2 separate regions of the Aedes aegypti genome follow, and region 1 is linked to region 2. The links are chromatin contacts, called in public Hi-C maps. All regions are on one chromosome and are shown on one strand. Each heading gives the region's core, a stretch centred on a gene start, on an enhancer-like site or on the middle of the called end of the contact. The rest is flanking DNA. Distances are from core to core; before and after follow the strand shown.

Region 1 (3,316 bases), core at 476-2,975, 70 kb before region 2:
AAGCTTTTAACAGAAATTTCTCCTAGTAACTTTGAGCACATTTCTAAAATTTCTTTGAGAATATGCTCCAAGTTTTTTTGATAAGCATCCACAAGCCTCCTTACAAGCTTTTTTGAATAACTTCCCAAATTTTTTTGAGAAGTTTCCCCAATATTTTTTTTAGAACTTTATCCAAACTTTTTTGAGAAGTTTCCCTAAGCTTATGTGAGAAGTATCCCCAGAGAGCTTTTCAAATTTTATTTGAACAGCTTTCTCACGCTTCTCGTTTCTTTCCACAATACTTTGGAAAGTTTTTTTCTCTTCTATTCATTCAGAATAATGAAATGTTTTCCCATTTTTTGAAAAGATTTTCAAAACTTCTTTGAAAGTTTTTTTTTTCAAGCTGCTTCAATAAGCTTTCCAAATTCTTCTAAGCTTCTAAATGCTTTCAAGATTTTTTTCCAAGCTGCTTTGATGAACTTTTCCAATCTATTTCATTCTTCTGTCAAATGCATTCTTAGCTTTTCCAAGAAGCCCTGAAATGGATTTCTAAATGAAGATGAAGTATTTCCAAGTTTTTAACAAATTTTTTTTCTAGTTACTTTAAGAAACTCTCAAAAAATTCTTCGAGAAGATACTCCAAGCTTTAATGAGAAGCTTCCATAAGCCTATTCGCAAAAATCTTTGGAAAATTTCCTCAAAATTGTTTGAGAAGTTTTTCCAAGCTTCTTCAGAAAAGCTTTTCCAAGTTTCTTTGAACAGCTTTCTCACGCTTTTCGTTTTTATCCTAAGATACTATGGGAAGTTTTTTCGCCTCTATACGGCCCGAATAATGAAATGACTTCCAATTCATTAGAATATTTTTAAAACTTCTTTGAGATTTTTTTCCAGGCTGCTTTGATAAGCTTTTCAAACTCCTCCAGGCTTCTTTCAAATGCATCTCAGCTCTTCAAGAATTTTTCTCAAGCTGCTTTGATAAGCTTTTCCCAACTCTTTAATTCTTCTGGTCAATGCATTCTTAGTCTTATCAAGTAGCCCTGACAGAGCTTCCGAATAAAAACTGTGAGTTTTGTCCAAGAAGCTAAGTATCAAAAAAGTATGATTATAATCTTCTATTGTCAGTCTTAGATCAGGAATTTCCTTTGTACCAATGAAACAATTTCTCTCTCTTTTTTTGAAATGGCTGCTTTTGTAATAAATCTTCTCTTATATTTGTAGCAGCTCTCGAAACCAATACTTTTCAAATAGTACTCACTCCAGCCTATCCACATTTTATCATTTGTAAGCACCCGGCTCCTATGGTAACAAAAAAATAACAACGAAAACATCAAAGCATGCAAAGTGAGTGGTGGGCAAATCCGACTACAGGTATCGAAAGGATCGCTTACTACGATGAGAATCGAAATGATAGAGTAATGAAGGTAAACGACGCCTACTATCAATCGTTATTTGATTAATCTGTAATTATGGTTAAGATTTAAAGATGATTATTCAAAAAAGCTACAATTCTTTAATGAAACTATTGCATTTCTTTCCCAGAAAAATCTCTAGAAATACTCAACGATAAAAACCACCACGTTCTCAGAAGAATTTCTGAGATCATCCAGTAACAGATGAACAATCTTTAAAAAAAATATCTCGAACCTAAAAAAAACAGCAAAACCCAAAGAACCGTACCGAGATGCACATACCATCGCATCATCGCTATGTGCATCGCTCGCTACCCAACTGGCCCCCGTGTCTTCCTCGGCGTGCTCGCGTGTATCGAGCGAGACCGTGTTTGCTTGCAGCAGTGGTGCATCCATCCCCTTACATCATTCGCTCGAGCCGCCGCCGCAACCAACAAAGCACCGTGCCTTCGTTCTTTCCTCTCAGACCGCACCTCCCCACACCTCATACCCCGAACAACGGTACAGAACGAACGAAGAGAAACACCGAGGAGCGCAAAAGTGGGTCACCGTTAACGTTGGGTCAATGCACTTGCGACGGGAACCATCGAGCAGATTCGCCTTGGTTTCGCTCTACACGCAACGCATACCCACACCCACCACTTCTTCCATCGACGAACGACGAAAGAGACGAAGAGCGAAGAAGATCCAACACGATGAGCGCGAGAGCCGATGAGCTCGGCTCTCACTCGGCGACGCACTCTCTGTTTTCGTTCTATGCTTTTGTACTCTCTTTCTTGTCGCGGTCGCTCTTCGCAACGGTGGAGAACAAGAAAGAGAGCGTTTTGATACATTTCGTGATCGCGCTCTCTCTCTCCCGATTAAAGCGTTTCGCTCCTATTGTTGTTGGAGGTTAACAACATTTTATAATGATGATGGGACTATTTGCCTCCTTCTGCTTCCAAGGAATACTTCAGTGCATCAACGCAAATATACCTAACTGTACTCCGGACCCCGACTCCGGAGATGCAGGCAGCTGATGACGACGACGATGATGATGGCACGCGTTAACGATGTGTGTCGGATCGCGAAAGGTGGAGAAGGGGAAGATGCACCGCCTCGTAATGTTTGTTGTACTTTGGTAGCGGTTCTTTTCCAGCTGTAAAGAGGCTAATATAGGAAGTAATTATGGAGCTCGGAGCATTCCGGCTCTTAGATATGGATGAAAGAAGAATAGGGGTGACAAATGCGTGTTCAAAATGATGAAGACTTGGTGAATTTTATTTGTTTATCATAAAACAAAAAAAAGGGTTTTTGAAAGCTGAGATTTTATTAACTTGGAAAAAAAAACTAATTCTCTCAAAAGGTCAACAATGAATCACAAACTAAAAAACACGCCTCACTAACCCGTCAATCCTACGCCAATCCCACAAATCACTGAATCCTACGCAAATTCGGCCCGAAATGGCCTGACCAATCGGTGTCCCATGCAAATTAATTGCACAAAAACCTAGTCTTGCGACGCACACACAAATTCCTCAAGATGGACCTCTACAAGGAGGAAGCGGGACAGCAACAACGAGCGTGTAGATTGCTGCGCAGCATTTGCAAACTGATGATGTCCATCGGAGAAATCCATTTGCGTGTTTGTATGCATTTGGACAGGGATGGCGGCGACGAGGCTCAAATGGCGCAAGCCGAATGCGAATAACACTGACCGTTGCGCAACATTGCTGATTTACGCATGTGCTGTTTACTAATGTCGTGTCGGGTTGACCGAAGAGCTTGGTGCACAGTGTGAGTGTATGTGTGCCCGAGTGGTGTGTATGTCAGTAGTGCGTCCCGGCTCTCGCGGGCACTGAAAGTTGTGGTCGGTGTGATTACTTGCTTTAAGGTCCGGTCGATCGAGTTGTTTGTCGGCTCGGACTTTAAACAATAAATTTATTCAA
Region 2 (3,407 bases), core at 795-3,294:
ATGCAACAATTGTGTAGCTTTTAAAGAGTTCATGAGACAAAATTAGGAAGCATTTGTTGCACCCTATGGACTATAAATGTTATCAGTGGTATTTGAGCATATTTTTTTCACTCAAGAAGCTCTGTTGACCTTTTTTTCAAAATATTGACCCCTACGAATATTTTGGTATTTCAATACCTATGGAGACAGACCCTATTCCTGACAAGGGTTGTTCTCTCACCTCTAAGCCTAGACGCATAAACTCATATTTGCCCACAATTTCATACAATCCGATCAATCAAAGTATCTCATGCCATGCCATAAAAGTTTCCAAGTAGTTCTTTACCCTATGTGGAAAATAAAAGAGTCCATCAGCAATGGTACGAAACTTGAATATCTTCCTGCAATTTAAAAAACGTTATTTAAAATTTTACAACCTGTCTGCAACATGAATCAATCTCTAACTAAGACTACAAAGACTATGGTTCTGAGTAATCAAATGAAATTCCTGTTATTGCGTGTGCTTTAACAAATTCCTAGACATTTGGGTTCTACGATTACAAAATGAATTTACGAAAAAAAACAGTAATTGCATCAAGTAGCTGATTGTTCTTTTACAAAAGTTGAGTTGAATGATAATCCGGTGAACTTCTTGAAAATCAGCTTATTGCAACAAGTTTGTTAAGAGACATGATACATTTCCGACATGGAGTTATAATCAAAAATAAGCAGATTCGAAGGAAATTAGGGAACGACCTTCTTTCGATGAATCGGTCTCATTTGTTTCCTCTATTTTTCATTCCAGTTTAAAAATATATTTTTTATTTAAAAGCCAAATCAGTTTTTATGAAAATATTTTCTTTTCTCCAAAAATTACACTGTAACTATATTTTTATTGATAACATTTCAGTTTTGAAATAGGAAACTGCTTTCGAAGTTTTTAAGATGACATGACCCTACTAATGACTTTTACATAAACGACCGAATTGCTCACCTTTTAAAAATTCGTAAAAGGTACTTTATTGTTCAATCTTGTTTGCATACGAACCTAAAATTTTTCTCAACAGGGTTTCAAAAATTAGAATTTGATGAAAGTAATGTTTTGTACATGATTAATCACAATTTCGACAAATTGAGTTTAATTCTCCCTAAAAGAGTATATTATATCTCCGCTACTAAACTCTATGTTCAATGTAACTACATCTAATCATGATCCAAAAATGCATTCATTTCCTTAAAAAATTCACAATCCAATAAAAACAACGACCCAATCCTTCAATCAAACGGCTCAATCTTTCCGCGCCTGAGGTCATCGACCCCTTGCGCTTTATTCCGTCTCAGCTGAGAAAAAGAATTCTCCACATTTTTCTGGCAAAGTACCTCATCCCCAAGCAAGCATTCCGCGTGTAACGTTTGACAATAATTCATCTGTCGTACACCCATCACAATTAAATCCACCAAAAATAGTCCTCTTCCCCCGCCAATAAATCACAGAAGAAAAATTCTCACGTTATTCCGCCGCTCCTCTTCGCCCAACGATAACGACGAACGGTTCAAGCCAAGAATCAACACCACGACGACGACGGCGAAGACAACTCCAACGACGAAGAAGCAGCAGCAGAATGACCGACAGACCGACACCGACACCATCGGGCAAGAGCGTCGTTCCCGCTCTCTGATTCTCTGTTTTGCTTCAGTTCAATAACCTATTGCGCTTCGCTCAGCCGTTCTCCCGTCTCGTTCTGTTCCCGAGACTCGCACCGCGGGAACGTGTCCGCTTCACCCGTCCCGCTCTGGCGCGTATGGTTGTGTCCGACTGGGTCGTTCGTTCACACCAACCAGCACCGTCGTCGTCGTCGACGACGAAAGGTAACGGTCGGTGCTGGAAGGATGACGGGATGGGACGGCCGCGGTTCTCCCGCATTTTGGCCGCACGCCGTAATATTCTCGAAGCGCTCACGCTCACACATTCTGTGAGTGCGACGGGACGCCGCCACCATGCTGAGTCTTCTTGTGGCCCACCCACTCCCATTGTTGCGACCGTCGTGCGGGAGCACCGCCGATCTCACCGCTCAGTCGAAACAAGTGTGCTGCACTCCCGACTCGCGGACACTCGCGGTTTGTTGTCATTCCTCGCTGCGGCTGTGAGTGCCACTCGGAATCAGATGTGCTGCAGTCGTCGGTTCGGTACTCTGCGTGCTACGGCGCGAGAGGTTAATGATCCTTGTGTCGTCGTCTTCGCATCGCATCGCATCGGTCGGTTTCGAAGCAGAGAAAGAGGAGGCACATGTGACGTAATCTTTCGCTTTGCACATGATTATCATCATCCTCCTCTCGGACGCTTCTCCTGCTCCGACTGACTTCGATTGCTGCACTCTGGGCCAGAAATTCGAAATTTTAAGTTGAAAGTCCAGAAAATTTTGTTTTTATAACTTGAGTTGTCTGGGATGAGTTTCCCATAATAATTGTGAACATGGGTGATTTTATTTGAATTATTACAGAAATCTAAATACAAACTTTTAAGATCTTTTTTAATTTGAATTTTGTTGATAAGGTAATTCTTCGGCATATTTAAGGGAATTACGGTTTGTGGAGAAAATATCACGAATAATTATTGTGTGTACGTGTTTTGGAACGCAACTTGACAATTCTGATGTAGAAGCATCGTGAATTTAAATTTCTACCATTGAATTTACATCTTTTAGAGACTTGGTCGCTATTTTAATACAGATCTCTACAAATTCTCTAGGGTAGGTGTACCAATTATGGATGCAATATGTCAACAGTATGGATAAAAATCAAGTTTTAACCGCGTTCCTAAAACGTAAGCATGACTTGTTGGTGTTAATTACTAGTTTGAAGCCTTGCGAAGCAGTTGAATTAAACAGTTTTAGTACTAAATTGACTTTAAGCTTTTAAAAAATGGTTTTAAAAAGCGTTGTCTTTGTACCAATTATGGTAATAGAGTTCCTAGCATTCGACATAAAAGTGTCCCAATTATGGACTATCGAATATTTGCACGAAATGAACTCAAACGTCATCCAGAGCGAATGATAATACAACGCTAATAAGTAATGAAGTGATTGCTCATAAAATTTTCCAAAAGTTTTGTGTTAAATACATGTTAAATCAATTTATTGCAATGGGTTCATGGGAGCAAATTAATTTTCGAAAATGAGTCGAAATGTAGTGAAAACGCAAATTATGATGCAAAACAGCATTAATAAACTCACATTACCTATTCAGCGCCTAATTCTAAGGAAAAAAGAGGGAAAATTCAAAAATCGAGTGTCACTGAAAACCCCCCTCTACCATGAAATTAGCATCTTCCGTTGCAAACATTTTCGAACGTGTGATTGAAAAATCATAGCAATTGAATACAAAACATAAAGATAATGCCTTACCGAACCTTCCCGTCGTGGAAGTCA

The links. A called contact is a pair of places that touch in the nucleus more often than the background predicts.
Region 1: a contact with region 2 is called in a Hi-C map of whole pupa, with 4 times the contacts expected there. The contact joins two enhancer-like sites. A contact is called at or near these places in 2 of 2 Hi-C or Micro-C datasets (whole body and whole pupa).

Annotation. Positions count from the first base shown.
Region 1 is chr2:357,390,665-357,393,980 of AaegL5.0, reverse strand. The region is part of intron 2 of LOC5565997 (probable nuclear hormone receptor HR3); the gene reads left to right. Among protein-coding and RNA genes, the nearest start is that of LOC5573405, 260 kb to the right of the region's middle. Within about 2 kb of position 1,725, at least 3 of the 3 cell types and tissues checked have open chromatin away from gene starts, as enhancers often do.
Region 2 is chr2:357,320,903-357,324,309 of AaegL5.0, reverse strand. The region is part of intron 2 of LOC5565997 (probable nuclear hormone receptor HR3); the gene reads left to right. Among protein-coding and RNA genes, the nearest start is that of LOC5573405, 190 kb to the right of the region's middle. Within about 2 kb of position 2,044, at least 3 of the 3 cell types and tissues checked have open chromatin away from gene starts, as enhancers often do.